Linked DNA regions of Mus musculus: all the other regions are linked to region 1. A link is a contact called in public HiChIP or PLAC-seq data. All regions are on one chromosome and are shown on one strand. The core of a region is the stretch at or near the end of the contact, and the rest is flanking DNA. Distances in the headings are between cores, read along the strand shown. Region 1 has its middle 26 kb from the start of Camk2d. Region 2 has its middle 140 kb from the start of Gm25501. Region 3 overlaps Camk2d (calcium/calmodulin-dependent protein kinase II, delta).

Region 1 (3,459 bases), core at 599-3,098:
GTTTATTTTGTTTGATACTTCAGGTCACAATCCATTATTAAGGGAAGTCACAACAGACACTTAAGCAAAGAACCTGAAGAAGAAATCATAGAGGAAATCTGTATGTTGGCTCACTCACTGGATGATGTTCAGCTGGCTTTCTTATACAGCCCAGAGTCCAAGGCTATCTGCCTAGGGATGGTACCACCCATGATGGGCTGGGAACTCATAAATTGATTAGCAGTTAAGACAACTTCCCATAAACATGCTCACAGGCTAACCTGATATAGAAAATTCCTCAGTTGGAGTTCACTCTTCCCAGGTGATTTTAGGTTGCATCATGTTGACAATAAAGGCTACCCAGCACATCATGTAAGTTTAAAGACCTGATTTTGAATTCCCAAAACCTGTGTATATAAGCCAGATGGGTGAGTTTGAATACCTATTCCTGGAGGCAGAGACAGCAAAAAATGACTTAAGAGTCCCTGGCTCTAACAAGGTGGTAGGTGAGAAACAACACTCTTACTTTTATATGCATATCATAGCTCAAGTGTGCCAGTGCAAACAAATGCCCATTATATATGTATACCCACACACGCAATTAGAGGTAACAAATGTAGAAGAAAAATATTCCAAAGGAAAGGAATGATGGATGAAAGCATAATTTTAGCCATTGTTTTTGACAAGGTATTATTCATGGGTAAGTCTATTAAGCATAATTATGTAAATGATCCCCAAAGTATAAATAGTCTTTGGCAATGTTTAACCACTCATATGTGGGGACCAGTTAAGAGTGGTTTGGATTTTACCAGAACTTCTATTTTTGCCATGGAATAATAATTAAGAAAGGTGAAAGGGAATTATAACATCTGGGCAAAGTTGGGGTAAGTATGTTCAAAATACACTGTACATGTATGAATATTCAGAGAAGAAATCAACAGTACTAAAAACAGTTATATAGTAGAAGTATAGAGCAACATAGGTATGGTGACACATAGAGACATAGGGTTGATAAGCTTAATGAGCCAGTGAACCAAATGTCATATTGGAACAAGTAGGCTTAAAGAAGTAGAGATGGCAGAATGAAATGTTTGGAATCAAAACTCAGAGATAGTACAGGGTGTGACCTGGTATGACATGAGTGGGTCATGGAGAGCAATATGGATAAAACCACAGACACTGTGGAGACAAAGGGATTTGGAAAGTGACATCTTAGGTCACATGGTTGTATTTGGAAGCTGATAGACTGACAATACAAAAGGCACAAGAGAGTGAGGGGGCATTGTAGATCTTGCAGCTCTTTCTCCAGCAGCATGTCTGCCTGGACACTGCCACTCTCCCTACCATGACCATAATGGATTAAAGTTTTGAAACTGTAAGCCATCCCTGATTAAATATTTTCCTTTGTAAGAGTTACCCTGGTTTATGGGGTCTCTTCACAGCAATGCAAACCCTAAGACAGAAGTGGAGAGAAGAATGGGGGTCAACATATGTGAAACTGAGTTCCTTGAGAAACTAGGTTTCTGATGATGCTACCCGTGAGCCGGTATTGAAGCACTGTGAGTTTTGCTTTGGAAATCACAGAACACTCTTGTGCAGTGGTCTAGTGTAGTTGATCACTCCTGCAGCTGGAGCTAGAGTAGCAGGGAGGAGGTGGTCTCAACCTTGAGATGTCAGAACAAAGGAAGTGTAGAAGTCTCAGTCTCAGTGTAAATAGCTAGAGAATGACTGTTACCCAGCAACCTCTCCTTTCTATCAAGAGCCTTTTCAGTGATGCTGGTAATTGGAAAATCTCCCACAGAAGATTTTGATTACTCATCTTTGGTGAGTAACTGAACCAATACCACATCAGCTATATGAGCGTCATTGCTAGTTGTTGACAACTTCTGATGAGTAAGCATTGTGGTATGTATGTAAACTGGCCACATAGTTGCTATCTTAAATTTTGCTCTTGTTTCCATTCCAAAAGACATGAGTGCCATTGAAACTGTAGAATATATGAAGAAAACATATTTTATTAATTCTATTGTATTCATTATTTATTTGTTTTTATTTTATGTGTATGGGTAGTTTTACTGCTTGTATGTCTGTGTACCATGTGCATAGAGTTCCTGCAGAGGCCAAAACAAGCTGTCATATCCCCGGAATTAGGATTATAGTTGATTGTGAATCACCATGTTAGCACTAGGAAATGAACCCTGGTCCTTAGGAAGAGCAACAAGTTAATCACTGAGCCATCTCGCCCATATTATTTTTTAAAATAACTATTAAAACAAAGATGTCTTTCTTTAATTAAAGAGAAAAAAGGGCTTAGATATGGTCCAATTGTATTTTGGGTTGTAGACAAAATATGGAAAGTATACTGTTTAATTATAAACTTGTTTATGAATAGGCAAATGACTGTAAATGCTAATTCTACACAATCAGAAATAAATATGCAAATGCCTTTAAGTGTCATGACGTTTACAGAAAATTTGAAATAAGCAGTCAAGTTAGAAGCTCGACTCTGCCTTTATGTACTTAAAGTTATAACACTTTTTTTTCCATGAGACAAACTAAGTTCATGTGCTTTTAACTTGGCAACAATCTCCTTACCTAGAGAAAGATGCCATGGACGAGCAAAGGCCATGCTAAATTCACCTGAAGCAAAACCCTAGAGGATCACCAATCTCACCCATCTTTTCTCATCTGCAGAGGGGATCATACCAAGCTCTTTCCCTATACAGGGTCTGGTAGTCAGCTCTTTGACCTTCTGGAGGAAGAAAACATGTGCAAATCTTCAAGTCCTAGAAACAACAAAGAATTCTACTTGTTTATCTCCCAGAACATTGGCGGGAGTATCGTGTTCAGTCCTGACAAACAAAGGCATCCTAAAGAGTGATGAAAGTACTCAGCGCCTAGCATCAGTCATGTGACAGTACAATGGTTGTCGCTGGGCTACAAGTAGAAATAACAGCAGCCGCAGCATGTTCGTGGAATTAGAAATGTTTCTAGGCTTTATATAGAATAAATAAATATACAGTTTTATTTAATGAACTCGATTGAAGTGTCCAGTTAAGCAAAATGATTCAATGATATGACTAAAGCCCATAAAACAATGTTTTGAATTCCATAGCTCGATGGTCCTCATTCGGATAGTCAGAAAAATGGTAAATCTTCACTCCATTTGTAACTACATAAGCATCTTGGGGTTTGCAGAAAAACAGGGCAGTGGTAGGTTGATTATAAATTAAGTGGCTCTCCGAGAGGCCAGGCTGATCAAATTAGTATTTAAGTATGTGGGTAAGAATGTCTAAAAGAACTGTAGTTACTGCTCATTGCCTAATCTGCTCAAACTGCTGGACTCTCAACCTTCAGCTATACTTAGCTTAACTGTTTGAATAGTCCATAATTGCAGTGCAGAGAAATCAGATGAGGCAAACATGCAACATAACAGCTAGACACAGCTCAGTAGAATTCATTTTGTTGAGAATTATGAGT
Region 2 (3,459 bases), core at 562-3,061, 300 kb before region 1:
GTCAGGACCCACTTGCTATCATTCATCTATGAGTATGTATCCATTCTCAGTTGGCCAAAATTGCAAGTGGAGTTATGCCTTTCAGCTTTTGATTCTGTTCTGTATGAATCTCTTTCCTTTAGTGTTGCTGTTTCAGTAACAAACTGTATGTTATCATGTATTTTAAACAAAGCAATTATTCATAGAAGATATTCTTAACTCTCAATGCTTTTATGTATGTCATGTACATATGTGCGCACAGATATGCATGTGTACAAGAGTCTGCCTGTGCATTATCTTCTATTGCTTTTCATCCTTAATTTTTTAAAAACGGAGTCTCTCACTGTCCCTGGAGCTTTCAGAAAGCCTCCAGGAGCAACCTGTCTCTGCCTCTCTCCTCAGGTACTGCAGGTACAGATGTGGTCTCTGTGCCCAGATTTTACATATACGCTGGGAGTCCAAACATAGGTCCTCATGTTTAAATAGCAAGCACTTTACTACCAGAGCCATATCCATAGCCACAGCTCTTCAGAATGTCTCCTGACAAAGCAGTACTTTTGCCTTCTGTTCCACAACAATGCTATTGCTGCACCATATTCCAAATAGATTCTTTTTAACTAGGGTTGTCAACAAGACTCTTCACATAAGACTCTTAGCAGACTTACTATCTTAAAGATTGTGAAATTGTGGAGGGTCCTTAAAAAAAACGGTGCTTCAAGTGTTCATACTGAAGGTTGCTTGTACACAGTGGGGAGAAAGAGAGAAGTATTCTAGTTTGGAGGTTATAGTTTCTGTGTTCTCTCTCTCATCTCTGTCTCTCTGTCTCCCTGTCTCTCTGTCTCTGTCTGTCTCTCTGTGTCTCTCTGTCTCTGTCTCTCTGTCTCTGTCTCTGTCTCTGTCTCTCTCTCTGTCTCTGTGTGTGTGTGTGTGTGTGTGACTATAGGAAAGTCCAATCCTGAATTTTTTTTTTAAAGATTTATTTATTTATTATATGTAAGTACACTGTAGCTGTCTTCAGACACTCCAGAAGAGGGCGTCAGATCTTGTCACAGATGGTTGTGAGCCACCATGTGGTTGCTGGGATTTGAACTCTGGACCTTCGGAAGAGCAGTCGGGTGCTCTTACCCACTAAGCCATCTCACCAGCCCCCAATCCTGAATTTTTGACAGTCAAATGTTAGTCGTACTGTCTCATTTAATTTGTTTTGCCTCCTAGTAAAACCTGGCTACAGTTTCAAAAGCCACAGGGTTGCTGCAGAAAGTCCCCAAATGTTGACTTTGCTCCTTTTCTACACATAAGTAGGCACTGGGCTTTCTCCTTCCTGTCCACACAGCTCTCTGTCTAAGCAGTGAGAGGACACATCCTCTCCTCTGGCTTCAAGGCCTTTTGATAGTGGCCACAAGCAAGCATTAGGATTTCTGACTCAGAAACTTGTCTGTTCTTCAGGATTAAGTAAAATCTGTTATGTGCATTAACTGATGTTATCTTCTCAAACCTAGATGGTTCTGACTCGGAAAATGCATGTATATTTGAAGAGTTAATGTTACTTTCACTAGCTTTTTGTTTGCTCTGCTTTGCTCTTTATTGCCTCCATTCCCAAAGCTAAGTTTGGATGTGGCATTGCTTACTGCGATCTTTGCTACTTGACTATATCGTTTTAAGCATCAGTTTAAATGGCTTTTGTTAGCAGACAGAAGGGCTATAGAATGTTAACGAGCCCAAAGCAATGACTCATTTGGTATCTGGAAGAGCTGATTTCACTCTTATGGGACTGGAAGCAGAAACCTGTTTAATAATGACATCAGTCTTGTTGCCATGGTTGCAAAAAGCATGTTTGCACAGGTAGTCAGAGCTGGGTGGCACTTCAGTTTTCCTCTGGGGAAGAAACACTACTGCCTACAATGCCATGCTGATCCCAAGTGGTTTCAGGAACCATTTTTACCTTAATTACACAGTTCTTAATTATGAGTCATAGCATTAGGTCAGTCATGTCTGCAAAGCTGCTGTTACAGCCCACATATCTAACTTGCTCTAGAAACTTTGTAATGATGAGATATTATCATTTTTTTAAAAATGACATTAATAAAACCTTCTGCTTCTGAGACATTACCAATCCAGGGAAACTAAAGGCAAATATAGTGTATTAGAGTTATGTTATTGTTATTTTTAATGAGTTAGTAATTTTTCTTCCATTTATTTTTTGGTGAGGAGGGAACACATTTCTCAGTAACCGTTCTATTGTTGTCAGGAGATACTATGACCAAGGCAACTTATATAAGAAATCGTTTAATTGAGACTTGCTTCAGTTTCAGAGGATAAGTTCCTGATCTTCATGCTAGGAAGGATGATGTCAGGCATACAGGCATGGTATTGAAGCAGTAGCTGAGAGTTCATATCTGACTCACAAGTTGTAGGCAGGGGCGTGGAGTCAGAGAATGGGCATAGAGTGGACTTTTGAAATCTCAAAACCCACACCCAGTAGCACAATTCCTCCAGCAAGGCCATATCTCTGAATCCTTCCTGAACAGTTCCACCAGCTACAGACCAGGCATTCAAATATATGAGCCTTGGGGGTCATTCTCATTCAAACCACCACTGGACACAAATGCTATAGTGTTCCTGTAGAGGTCAAAGGACAATTTGGGATTCAGTTCTCTTCACCATGAGAACATGAAATTATGGACACAAGCCCTGAGGCCTGGCTACAAAGTTGTCTTATTGCTGTAGTTATTTCAAGGAGTATATAGAATAGGTATGGGGAGAAGGGACATCTCTGTCTTGTCCTGAATTTAGTGGAAATGCTTTGAATTTTTCTCCATTTACGATGATGCTGTTTGTGGGCTTGCTGTAAATTGTCTTTATTGAGATATATCCCATGTATCCCTAGTCTCTCTAAGACTTTTTATCACAAAGGGATGTTGGATTTTGTCAAAAGCCTTTTCTGCATTTCATAAAATGATCATAACTTTTTTGTTTTTCAGTTTGTTTTTCAGACTGTTTTGTCAGTTAGTCAATTATTACATTTATTACTTTACAGAAATTGAACTCGTCCTGCATCTCTAGGTTGAAACCAACTTGATCATGCATCTCTGGGTTGAAACCAATTTGAACATTGTGGATAATCTTTTGGGAAATATTCCTGCTGTTTCTGTTTTAAAGAATAATTTGAGGAGTGTTTAACTTTATTTCTTCTTTGAAGGTTTGATAGTATTCTGCACTGAATCCACCTGGCCCTGGACTTTTTTGTTGAACAGGTTTTTCATGACTGCTTCTATTTCACCAGGGGTTAGAGCTATGTTTAAGTTGTTTATTTCTCCCCAATTTAACTTTGGTAGATAATTTATATCCAGAAATTTGTTGGTTTTAGGATTTCTAGTTTGGTTGAACACCGATTTTTAGGATGAATCCTTACTATTTTCTGCCAGGAGCCTCCCAGTCACTTTGGTGTGGCTTTAATGACTGATAGTCTCTGGATGTCCT
Region 3 (3,459 bases), core at 487-2,986, 260 kb before region 1:
ATTAAGTTGACTAGGTTTTCAGACAGGGGGTCACAAAGTTACTTGCAATTATTCTGTGCCTCTTGCTCATCATGAAGATGCTAACCTTTGCTTTAATTCCTTATTGATTGCAGGAACCAATTTGCATATTTTAAATGATCTGATCTTCTGGATTTAATGAAAACTTAAAGTTGCATTTACGTTCAAGATCCTGTTTATCTAAATGAAGTCATTTCTTATTAAAAAATAAATCTGGAAAAATAATTTGACTCCATTAAGACTATCTGACATTACCTCATACCAAATATAATAGTCAGGGGCCTCATAAAAGGATTATTAGAGCTGTCTATATAATGGCTACTAACTATGTAAATGTTTATAATGTAAAAGGATCATGCTTATAGTCCACAATAGTTGCATAAATTCTCACTTGTATGAAAGCATAGAACACGGGCTTTCCTAGATCCTCTACACACTTATAATATCTGTTTTTTTCCCATTTAATTGATCCATATGAATAATGTAGCCATCCTCGGGACATACTGATGGAGTGGTAGCAGATGATAATTCCGTAGCAAGGATGCTGCCAATGGCACATTCAATTTAGTTAGGCAACAGGTGATTCATCTACCTGTTCTTGGCAGCGTGAAGCTTTGGTAAAGGTCCATGATAGCCAACCTGATTCTGGATCATGAAGGACAACTGTGAGAAGCTGCTCAGGAGCGAGAGTGTAGGAGATGTGGCTTCCAAGTGAGAGTGTAAAAGATGTGACTTCCAAGTGAGATTATAGGAGATATGACTTCCAAGTGAGAGTATAGGAGATATGACTTCCAAGTGAGAGTATGGGAGATGTGACTTCCAAGTGAGAGTGTAAAAGATGTGACTTCCAAGTGAGAGTGTGGGAGATGTGACTTCCAAGTGAGAGTATGGGCGATGTGACTTCCAAGTGAGAGTGTGGGAGATGTGGCTTCTAAGTGAGAGTGTAGGGGATGTGACTTCCAAGTGAGAGTGTGGGAGATGTGGCTTCTAAGTGAGAGTGTAGGGGATGTGACTTCCAAGTGAGAATGTAGGAAATGTGGCTTCCAAGTGAGAATGTAGGAAATGTGGCTTCCAAGTGAGAATGTAGGAAATGTGGCTTCCAAGTGAGAATGTAGGAGATGTGGCTTCCAAGGCTCCCTCTTCACATGAGACTGTCATTTAAAATTAACAACCTTTTCAGTAAGTTATAGGCTGGCTGGAAAACTATAATTTGAAACCAAAACCAATCTTTTAATACTAATAAGAAATAAGGAGGAAGAAGGAGGAAGATGAAGAGAGGAAGAGGAGGAGGAGGAGAAGGAAGAGAAGGAGGAGAAGGAGGAGAAGGAGGAGGAGATGAAAGCCAAGTGTTGGTTTTGCGACTTCAGTAGGCAGTTTACAGAGTGTGGACACTTCTGGAACAGTTCCCAAGGTCCAGAAAACCTACATCCTGTCCCACTCAGATGATGGAGTCAGGAGCAGCAGTAGAGAGTGGCCATCTTTCACTCAAAACCACGATTGCCCAACTCCTCCTTGCCCACCCCCATCCCCCACAGCTTTCTGATGTTTTGCTACAGTGGCCTTTTAAGTTTGTTTATGCATGCTCAGAGCCACACAGACCATCTTCTATTTTACTTCCCATGCTGTTCGAGCTGGCCAAGCAACACCCAGAGAGGCCTCAAGGAGGATGCTTCTGTGCTGTGTCACCCTGGAGGCAGTGTGAGTCTTGGCTTAGGAAGGGCCTGGAACTCAGGAATTTCTGAAGTGTTCATTTCCCCCAGGCAAAGGCGTGTGAGTGAGTGAGTCAGGGCTGGGCCTGGCACATGACAGCTGACTCTTGGAAGGAAAGCAGAGGGTGGAAATGAATCACTCATGTACAGTGCTCTGAGGTTAGGAGTCGGAGCTGTTGCCACAAGCTCAGCATCTGACTGACCTAGGGTGTGAGGGTGGGGTGACTGCCGCCTCACTCTCCCTCAGCAACAGAGAGCTGTGGAGACAGTCACTGGGCCACAGCCTTGGCTACTTGTTCTCTAGGAAGGAGGTCTGGTCTTTCTGCTCCCTTTTTCTTTAAGATAGTGATGGCTGTGTTTGAGGATTTCCAGCTTGGGAAAAGAGATGGGAGGAAGGCATATGGAAAAGATGACCCACATCCACAATGCACTTTGCATGCCCGCATGCAAACACATTGGTCCTATTTCTCTCCCCACACTCACAGATTCTTTGACATTTTTTTTCTTTTTTTAAATCAATCGAAAGATCAGAAAATGTTCAGCTCCTAGGCCAAAGAAAGTTGACACAAGGAGTAGCCTGGGCCATCTCAAAGCTACTTTCTTTTCTGGTGAGGATAAAGTGAATGCTGGAAAAACAATTGATTGGCAAGCATCAGGTTACTTCAGGGTTCTTTTCTCTGTGCAAGGATTACAGCAGAGCAAATTTCATTATTGTCTGATAAAGAGCCTACAACTTGAAGATACCCTAAAACACCAGAAGCAGAGGTCTGTGAAAAATCAGGCCAGGCCCCTGATCTGGCCCCTCAAAAACCAAACCAAAACACACACACACAAACAAACAAACAAAGAAACAAACAGAACAGCGCTGAATGCGAGGGTCCCCTCCCCCATTGGAACTATAGGGTAAGTCTATGGTCCTTACCGGTCCCCACCTTCTCTGTGCCCCTTAGCAATCAGACTAGGCCAGATTAAATTAGGTGTGGTGGAATTACCTCCCACCAGACTCCAGGAAGGCTCAGAGAAATAAAAAGCTCTCTTGTTTTCCCAGTTTTCTTAGGGTCGCTGAAGTATCCACACCTCTCTTTAGAAGCTCATTTGTGCATTACCTAGAGGTTGTCTCGCCCGCTCTTCCACTTTAAGCTTCTAACTGGGAGTTTTGAAAGGAAGGCCCTTTCTTCTCTAATGCTGCTCTTGTATGATGCACTGTGTCTCCAAACGCTCCCCTAATGATTCTGTCCCCATCCCCCAGAGGTTGAAAGACGGTCCCGTGCGAGAGACTCTGTTCTGCTTTTCAGCTTTGCCTGTTAGGGTCTAGTGTCGGAACACAGTCACCATCACAGGCACTCAGAGATCTGCAGCTCCTTCCTTCCCAACTCTACCTCAAAGCCCATTTTAAAAGCATCACTTGAATATTTCATCCACTTCAAATACAACTCCCTGCATTAAGCTTGTCAAGGTCCATGACTGCCGATGAGAAGAGACAGGTGAGATGACATCTGCACTTCTTACTGTGCACAGAAACTCGTAGATGAACACCCTCTAATCAGGTGATGTCCTGGACAGATTGTAAGGTCTCAAGAGAGAATACAAAGTGCACAGAGCTGCTAGGGAGGGAAATCCCAAGAGGGACCATGAAGGAGACAGAGAAGAGAAGCTTCAAGCAATGCTGTGACTCTCAGAGACAAAGCTTCTTACATGCCCAGAGGGACAAGCCTGCAGTGACTCACTTCCT

The links. HiChIP or PLAC-seq counts read pairs in DNA pulled down with a chosen protein or histone mark.
Region 2: a contact with region 1 is called in an HNF4G HiChIP or PLAC-seq map of pancreatic cancer cells. The contact joins two enhancer-like sites. A contact is called at or near these places in 1 of 484 Hi-C or Micro-C datasets (bone marrow-derived macrophages) and 2 of 115 datasets of contacts at active chromatin or transcription factors (large pre-B cells and pancreatic cancer cells).
Region 3: a FOXA1 HiChIP or PLAC-seq map of pancreatic cancer cells shows a contact between it and region 1. The contact joins two enhancer-like sites. A contact is called at or near these places in 7 of 484 Hi-C or Micro-C datasets (B cells, the N1E-115 cell line, Th2 cells and 4 more) and 5 of 115 datasets of contacts at active chromatin or transcription factors (the 230-238 cell line, CD8 T cells, T-cell acute lymphoblastic leukemia and 2 more).

What each region holds. Positions count from the first base shown.
Region 1 is chr3:126,569,175-126,572,633 of GRCm38.p6, reverse strand. No RefSeq gene overlaps it. Among named protein-coding and RNA genes, the nearest start is that of Camk2d, 26 kb to the left of the region's middle. Within about 2 kb of position 1,848, at least 29 of the 459 cell types and tissues checked have an H3K27ac peak or open chromatin away from gene starts, as enhancers often do. A contact at or near this core is called in pancreatic cancer cells, where this site is marked.
Region 2 is chr3:126,868,078-126,871,536 of GRCm38.p6, reverse strand. No RefSeq gene overlaps it. Among named protein-coding and RNA genes, the nearest start is that of Gm25501, 140 kb to the left of the region's middle. Within about 2 kb of position 1,811, at least 41 of the 459 cell types and tissues checked have an H3K27ac peak or open chromatin away from gene starts, as enhancers often do. A contact at or near this core is called in pancreatic cancer cells, where this site is marked.
Region 3 is chr3:126,829,973-126,833,431 of GRCm38.p6, reverse strand. All of the region lies in intron 16 of Camk2d (calcium/calmodulin-dependent protein kinase II, delta), which reads right to left. Among named protein-coding and RNA genes, the nearest start is that of Gm15551, 160 kb to the right of the region's middle. Within about 2 kb of position 1,736, at least 145 of the 459 cell types and tissues checked have an H3K27ac peak or open chromatin away from gene starts, as enhancers often do. A contact at or near this core is called in pancreatic cancer cells, where this site is marked.